2 separate regions of the Sus scrofa genome follow, and region 2 is linked to region 1. A link is a contact called in public Hi-C data. All regions are on one chromosome and are shown on one strand. Each heading gives the region's core, a stretch centred on a gene start, on an enhancer-like site or on the middle of the called end of the contact. The rest is flanking DNA. Distances are from core to core; before and after follow the strand shown.

Region 1 (3,921 bases), core at 780-3,279:
ACAACTTTCTGCAAAACCAAACTCCGTATTGAAGTTCTATTCATTAGCAAAGGCTCCCCAGAAGGTGAATGACTGGTTCAAGTGGTGCGTTTTTAAAGCTTGGGAGGCATGTTTTCCCTTCAATTACGTTTTGGGGTTTTTTTGTTTGTTATCCATATGGAAATATAAATGTATTCAATCCACCACCTACTCGTCTCTTTTCGCATCCACTGTTTGCATATTTGAAACACCTTCCCTTGGCAGAGCCGTTAAGACCTGTATTTTCTAGCGGTTGCACAGTTTCCTTTAAATTATTCAACGCTTTGGTTCTTCAGTGCCTCCTTTGGGGGATGTGCTAGAGAGAGGCCCCCCCATTTACACTTCCAAGCCCCCTCAGGAATCCCCCCTCCTCCAGGCAGCGGGAAGATGAAAGGGAATGCCAAATAAGGAGACTGAGAAATTCTTCCGATGTTCTCCTAATTACAGGGGAAGCAGCGCCCCTTCGTCTACACATCAATGACTCGCTCCCGAGGTCATCCCTGTCTTTTTGGAAGCGTCTAAGGTGCTCTGGTGGACCTGGCGGTTAAGGCCCAACTGTCCTGATAAGAACGGACTTAAGAAACTTCTTGACACCACGTTGTGAATCCACGATCCTTCAGTAAAATAGAGGGCTTTTTTTAAAACTCCTGGAAAAACTCACAGGATTCAAAAAAAAAAAGTCTTCACCTGGAATATGAGAACTATATCAAATGAGGGATGAGCGCGCTCCTGAGCACACGGAAGAAGGGACTTTGGGCAAGGGGGCGGGGAGTCGGTGCGGGGAAGGGGGTGGGACCCAGCTGGATAAAGACCTCCCACCCCCGCAGCGGAGGAATCAAGTGGGGAGGTGGCGGCTGGACGCTCCGGGAAGCCGCGCCCGTCTCTCCATCCCCCGCGCAGGACGCCTGCAGGATTCTGGCTGCCCACGCGTGCAGTGCGTGGGCTGTGCGCTGCAGGAGGGCTCGCTCAGAGGAGCCAGGGAGGCGGCCATCCAGCCGGCACCGCCTCCCCCCCCCGCCCCCCGCGAGCTGGGAGGACCGAGCACCTTCGTCCGATTTTGTCCAAGGTGCCAAAAGGGCTGGCAGCTGCCCGGACTGCCCCAGTGAGGTGTCGGAGTCCGGGACAGGAGCCAGGAGGCCGGGCCCTGGCTCCGACTCGACCAGGGCTCTCTGGAGGGGAACCTGAAATACCCTGTCTGGGCCTGAGGCTCCCCCATCTAGCTGATGCGGGGCGGCGGGGGCTCCCCGATTCCCACGGTCCCATAGAGCTCTGTGCTCTGAAGTGGAGCCCGGTGTCAGAGTCTACGAGCAGCCCTTGCCGTGCCCACTGCGCGGGGTGGGAGGGAAGCACGAGGGTGCTTGTCCAGGTCAGGGCCACCCAGAACCAGCCTTCTTCCACCGCAAGGGCTGTTTCAGAGCCATGTGCACTCTGGTGTGGGCTCAGATCCCCGCAAGTTGCCGTGCCCTCTCAGCTCCCTTTTGAGGGCTTGATTCTTTGTCAGAGCCTTGTTGAGTCAGTCGGCCGGTGCCCGGTGCGCACCAGCTGGGTGTGATGCCAGCTGTACCGTCTCCCTTTCCTCCGCCTGCAGCAGAGAGTAGGAAACGCAACACAGCATATTGAGCGCCGGCGCCGGCAGGGTGATGTGCTGACTCGGGAACTCTGACCCGTGGGCCCAGGGCCACGCTGCCCTGTGTTGCAAGTTAAGGAACAGGCTCCAAACCCCAAATGCAAAATACTTAACCAAGCAGGAGGCAAACTCAGATCATGCCGACGACTCCAAACCGAGGCTTTCATGACCTTTCCACCGCTTTGGCAGGTGGGGAAACAGAAGCAGAGTCCTTGCCTCGCCCCCCAGGCAGTCAGTAGAGAGGTGAATTTCAGTTTATTCTAAGCCGGCCCCTACTCTATTCGCCATCCCCCTCACCATCACGCCCCCCCCCCACAAGCCTGGGAGGTTCTGCCTTTTGTCAATTTCCCATGGCTCTACTGGCCATTGCCCAGCCCTCCACCACTCCCTATGCCCTTCCCCTGAGCCTGGCCAGGGCCCAGTGCTCCGGGAGAAGGCCTGGTGCCCATCCTGTAGGAAGAAGCTCAGTGCGTGGCAAAGTGGGGCTGGAAGAAGCCCTCTGAGTGAGGGTGGCGTGGAGGTTGTGCGCTCCATGCCACCTGCCTGAGGCCACATTCCAGGGCAGGAAGGGGGCTAGGCCTTCCTGCACAGATGGGCAGGTTCTTCCTTCCAACCTCCAGTTTGCTGGACAACTTGGGCAACGCAGCCAGCATCTCTGTGCCACTGCCAGATCACAGCCCACCTGCTGTAGCGGATTTTCACCTGACCCCTGCTGCCTCACCTGGGAAAGATGCGTTCTTCCTAAACCACACGTCAACCAGGCAGGAACAGTGCTTCTTTCCCTTTTTATCTTGATGGGGGATTCCACCCTGCATTGGCATTTACTCATGGGCATTAAAAATATGCAGAACAGAGTCCAGCAGAGAAGTTATGACTTCCTGCAGTTTGCAAAACTAAGAGGGAGGAACAATTGGCTCCTTTGTTGCAAAGACTGCTGTTTGTCACCAACAATGGCATTCTTAAGGAATTATGATATTAAAGATTTAATAGCCATTTGATGCATGTAGTAAACCCTTCCCATTACGGCATTTTCTGGAAAGCGCTGTCTTCGTCTGTTACAGGAATTTACCAAGTGTCTTTTAATTAAGTCCGCTCTCAATGAGACACCTCCTCGGTGCAGTCATTTTCTGAATGAAGCTCCCCCGAAGTACTAATTAGTTTGTTTTTAATGCTTAATTGATGCTGCCAACGTGGTGGTTAGGGTGAGGCTGACCTGCTGGAACTGGATGAGGCAAATCTGAGCAGGGGTGATCTCTCCGGCCTGGAGAAATGGAGGGGTTTCATTGCCCCCAAACTCCTCAATTACCGCTGAACTGACCCCAGACCCAGGAAAGGCCTCAGCCCATGGCCCTGCTCGGGATGAACCCAAGGAAGCCACTTACTCTGCACAGGAGTGGGCAGGTGAGCTGCCTTGGTTGGGAGTAGCTGCTGCATCACTAGAGGCCTTGGTAGGAAAGTGGACTGGGGGACCTCAGAGGTCCCTTCCCCCGGCGTCCCTCTGATGGGTCCTTCATTATTCATTGCCCTGTTGCTGACCAAACAGCTATTAGGTCCTCCTCTGTGCTTGTGAGTGAGGAGCAAAAAGAGGCAGGATCCCGTCTGGTGCAACTGCGTGGGGCAGAGCTGGGGGGGTGGGGAGCGATAACCGGTGTCAAGAGCCACAAAGGAGACAGGCCAGGGGCAGCACATGCCTGGGAGGGTTGGAGCCTAGACCTGGGGAGTGGTGTAGGGATGGGAATTAGACCCAGCTGTGGCACCTGCTGGGCGATTTGACCTCAGGGAGGCAGGAGAGACCCTGCAACACCTCCTCGTTTCCTTTATACACATACTTCTTTGGTCCTTGTGATGCATAAAGGCAATCGCCTGTTGTTTTGCATCGTTTCTTCTTTTTACTTTACATACAGGCATTCCTGTTGTGGCTCAGTGGTTAACGAATCCAACTAGGAACCACGAGGTTGTAGGTTCAATCCCTGGCCTTGCTCAGTGGGTTAAGGATCTGGCATGGCCGTGAGCTGTGGTATAGGTTGCAGACGTGGCTCGGATCTGGTGTGGCTGTGGCTCTGGTGCAGGCCGGCAGCTACAGCTCCGATTAGACTCCTAGCCTGCGAACCTCCATATGCCTTGGGAGTGGCCCTAGAAAAGGCAAAAATACCAAAAAAAAAAAAAAAAAAGTACATACACACTTGTAAAAATGTTACACAATATAGGAATACATAGATTAAAAAGTAAAAGTCTCCCATTATTTCAAGTACTGGTCCCTCCCAGAGAAAACCGCT
Region 2 (3,907 bases), core at 371-2,870, 75 kb after region 1:
GGGAAGCAAGCCATGAGGTGGCAGCTAGAGGATTTACAGCTGGGAGAAGTGGCAACTTGTTGGTACCCTGGTGGGAAGCGGTTTGGGCTTGCAGAGTGCTTGGGATGGTGCCTGGCATGTGGCAAGTACTCAGTATGTGCAGGAGTCCTGTGCCACGCATACCCCACACCTGCCCTGGCCTACTCCTCCCTCGCCTCTTGCTAGCCACCTGCAGGCCTGGACATCCCGCCTTCCACCTTCCATTCCCCCCACGCTCCCAGCCTGATACAGGAGTGTTGGGGTCAGTGCTGGGGATCAAGGAAGACCTGAGAGTGACTGGAGCGCCCCCAGCTCACTCAGGAAGCCTGGCCTTCAGACAGCAACAGGGAAGTCCCAGCAATCAAGGCCAGGGGACAGCACGGCCCTGTCGTCTCCGAGTGATGCTGCAAGTGGCTACCATCTCAGGGCAAACCCCTTTTGGTGCAATGAGACCAAAGCGCCTGGCCCATGGGAGGCCTGGCACCAGAGGGCTGGGGGGACACTGTGAGTAGCACTTCCTCTGTGCAGTTCGGGGTGAGTGAGGGGCTTCTTACACTTCCCTTCCTCGTGACACTTGGGTACCTGAGCTCTGGGGTGCTGTCTGGCTTTATCCTCCCAGCAGCCATTTGAGACAAGGTCATGGCTGCTCAGCTATTGTAGTAAATTAGATGCAGGAACTGCTGTGGTGGCAGAACCTCTTCAAGGCTGAGGGATGCTCCCCTGCCCTGCTTCAGGAGGCCAGGAGGGGGCTCTGGTCACAAGGAAGGCATCGGGCTCAGGAAGTGGCTGTGGCACCACATCCATGCCAGCTGCAGAGGAGCCACCACTGTTAGAACATCACCTGCTGAGGGCTTAAGGACAGAAGGCAGGCTGGTTAGCCCTGGTATTTGAGCTTCTCCTCGTGGGCAGATGGGTGAGCGGGGACTGGTAGGTGGCAATGTCAGCAACTTCACCAAGCCCCGAGGGGAAGAGAGGCTCCACTGGAGGCAGCGATGTGGGCAAGCTGGTGCCAGGGCTGTTGCTGGGAGGTGTGGGATCTTCTGCCCACCTGGGAGCCCCTTGCTGCACCCGCTGTGGCTCATCCCTGCCCTTGCCTCCAGCCTCACCCAGACCCGTAAGAGCAGTACCAAGGGACCTGTGCCAGGCTCCTTACCAAGAGCTACCCTGACCTTCCCCAGCCCTGGTGATAAAGGGGTCTTGAACCCCATCCATTTCACAGAGAGGAAACTGGGCCCCAGAGACGTCAAGGCGTCTGACTAAATTCACCCAGTGAGAAATTTCACCTACAGGGTGAGCAGGAGCCTAGACCGCAGCCTTTCCTGACTGTCTTGCCCCAGAGGTAGCCTGTTGCTCTCGTGCCATGGCTCAGAGGTCACTGGACTGTGCCCCAGCCAGCAGCACCCCCACAGGTGGACTCTTCCCCGTGGAAGGTGACCTGGCGCTGCAGATGATGCCTGCAGGGCACTGGCCAGCGCGGGCGCGGGCACGCACTGCGGGTACACAGGCCAGGCCTCGGTTCTGAGCGCACACTCCTTGTTGCTGGGCCTACGGGGAGCCCCCTTCACAGCCTGAACGTGAGTCATCTCATGACAGATCCATGTGACTATAGTGTAAAAAGTAAGAGTCCTGCGGTGCTGAGGCAACAGGAAGTGCGGAGGCCGGGTGCGCTGGCCCTGGAGGGAGCCTGGCTACACCCAGTGCCACCTTGCCTACCTCCCCTGACTTCGAGCTGGTGGTTCCAGAGGTTCCGGCTCAAGCCCCTCAGTCTGGGGGCTAGAGGAGGAGGAGAGCAAGCCCCAGGCTGCCCTGGAGCTCAGGAGGCTCGTGACCAGCTCGCCAGATCAGACATAGGGCCTCAGAGAAACTGAGAGACCTCAGCCAAGGAGACAGAAAGAATTTCTTCCTCAAGGGTCTTCTAGGAGGCTCTCTAGGAGGCTGGACTGCTTGGGAAAGTTGGGGCCAGGGGAAGGGGCAGGACGGCAGGGCCACCAGACACCGGGTGGCCTGGGGCGGGGGGCTGTCCACTGAGGCCTGTGGTTTTGGCCACCTCCACTTTCCTTTGGGGGTTGGTCTGCCCACACACAGCGATCTGGCACCCTTCCTCCTTCAGGTCCCCCCATTCACCCACCCTCCTTGTTTCGCAGCACAAAGCCAGTCAGCCTTCCCACGGCGTCCCCCAGCTCTCTCCTCTCTATGAACATTTCAGCAGTCCGCACCCCACACCTGCACCAGCTGACATCAGCCAGAAGCAAGGTATGGACCCTGGATGGGGAGGAGCCCAAGGATACCCAGAGCCAGAGAGTGGGAGGCTCAAGTCCCTGCCCCCTCAGGCCAGGTGGCTGGACCCTTCCTACAAATGGAGAACCTGGGGCTGTGCAAACCCCCCCCCCCCGCCAATGCCAAAAAGAATGAGCCTGAGGGTACCAAAGGGTCAGGGATGGTGGTACCAGGTCAAAATTTGAAGGCTTCAGGTTAACGTAGGAGCCGAAATCCTGAACAAGCCCTGGGTGCCAGCCTGGGAGTGGGCCTGTGTGTGAAGCTGATAAACACACAACGTGTAGTCTTTCCCTCCCCCAGTGAGAAAATGGAAAGTGGTGGTTGTGATGGCTGATTCACCTCAGCCTCAGGCAGAGTCATTCTGAAATCCGCCAGTGTCGCTGTGGGAAACCTGCTGACTCAAGCCTGGGAAGGAGGAGGAAAGGGGAAAGGGTGGAGCCCTGGCTCCCCAGGCCAGGGGGTCTGCCTCCGGCCCAGAAGGCTAAGCAGGAGCCCCCAGCAGAGGCCCCAGTTGCAGACCAGCATCCTGCTGAGAGGTGGCGAGATCTGGCCTCCCACTCCTGAATGACTCCCACTCTGCCACTGGCCAGCCACTGTCCTTAAGCAAGTCACCCAAACCCCCTGTCCTTGATGCCCCTGGGCTCCAGACGGGGCACTGTTATCATCCTGGCATGGCCCTGGACGAACTCGTCTGTCCAGTCCTCTGGCACAGGGAGGTGGGATCTGAAGAGGCCTCACAGGAAGCTCGAGGATGTAAGCGCGTGGCCTCAGGTCAGGCTAGCTCACTTACTCGGCCCCTCTCACTGCAGGAGTTCACAGGCCGCTGCAGACCCCTGACCTCTCCGGCTTCTACTCTCTGACCTCGGGCAGCATGGGACAGCTCCCCCACACTGTCAGCTGGTGAGTGAGGGCCCCGTGGGAAAGGGGCACCTTGCGGTGGTTGGACCCACAGCTGCCCTTCAGTTTTTCTTCTCCAACCTTCTGCGCCAAGCCCCTGCGGCCGGCTCTGTGTGGGCACCAGGGCCAGCCAGACACACACCCGTGGGAAGGCCAGAGACCGAGCTGCTGGTCCAGCCCTGTGGCACTTCAACTCTACCGTAATGTCTAGACTCGAGCGAGGGGACTCTGGGCCATATGAGTATGTGAGGAAAAAGCAGGCCGAGCCAGGAGGTGGCAGTATGCTTGGCTGCAAGAGAGGCTGTTGCTTCTCAGGGGCCTGGTGGACGGGGGATACTTCCACGTGCCTCAGTGTCTCCTGGTGCCTGGTCCTGTCCTTAGCCGAGATGCCTGAAGGGCAGGGTCCTCCTTGCCCCTGTGCTGCCTGCTTGGAGAGTCTCCAAGGGCTGGGCCAGGAAAAGCCCTCCTGGACCCCACACAGTAGCCCAACTCTAGGCCAACAGGTCTCTCTTCAGCTGGAGCTGGGCCTCAGCAGCCTATGTAGCCCTTGGCTTATCAACTGCAGTGACCTGGGCAGGTCTCTAGCTTCCCTAGGTTGGGACAATCACCCAATGGCAGGAAAACTTAGCTTTCCAGGTATCAGGGCAGGCCAGAGCCCAACTTGGGGCCCACCTGCCCCTTCCCACTTGCCCTTCATCCACGTGCAGCTCACTCT

The links. Hi-C and Micro-C count contacts between places; a contact is called where the count stands out from the background.
Region 2: a contact with region 1 is called in a Hi-C map of liver, with 2.1 times the contacts expected there. The contact joins two enhancer-like sites. A contact is called at or near these places in 3 of 5 promoter capture datasets (fetal liver, fetal skeletal muscle and liver), 22 of 47 Hi-C or Micro-C datasets (alveolar macrophages, blood, brain and 10 more) and 1 of 2 datasets of contacts at active chromatin or transcription factors (skeletal muscle).

Annotation. Positions count from the first base shown.
Region 1 is chr2:136,367,967-136,371,887 of Sscrofa11.1, forward strand. The region is part of intron 3 of LOC110259481 (a long non-coding RNA gene); the gene reads right to left. Among named protein-coding and RNA genes, the nearest start is that of VDAC1, 49 kb to the left of the region's middle. Within about 2 kb of position 2,030, at least 9 of the 83 cell types and tissues checked have an H3K27ac peak or open chromatin away from gene starts, as enhancers often do. A contact at or near this core is called in liver and omental adipose tissue, where this site is marked.
Region 2 is chr2:136,443,626-136,447,532 of Sscrofa11.1, forward strand. TCF7 (transcription factor 7) reads left to right here. Exons shown (of 10, transcript XR_002341911.1): 4 at 2,163-2,271; 5 at 3,105-3,195. Among named protein-coding and RNA genes, the nearest start is that of TCF7, 23 kb to the left of the region's middle. Within about 2 kb of position 1,621, at least 20 of the 83 cell types and tissues checked have an H3K27ac peak or open chromatin away from gene starts, as enhancers often do. A contact at or near this core is called in liver and omental adipose tissue, where this site is marked.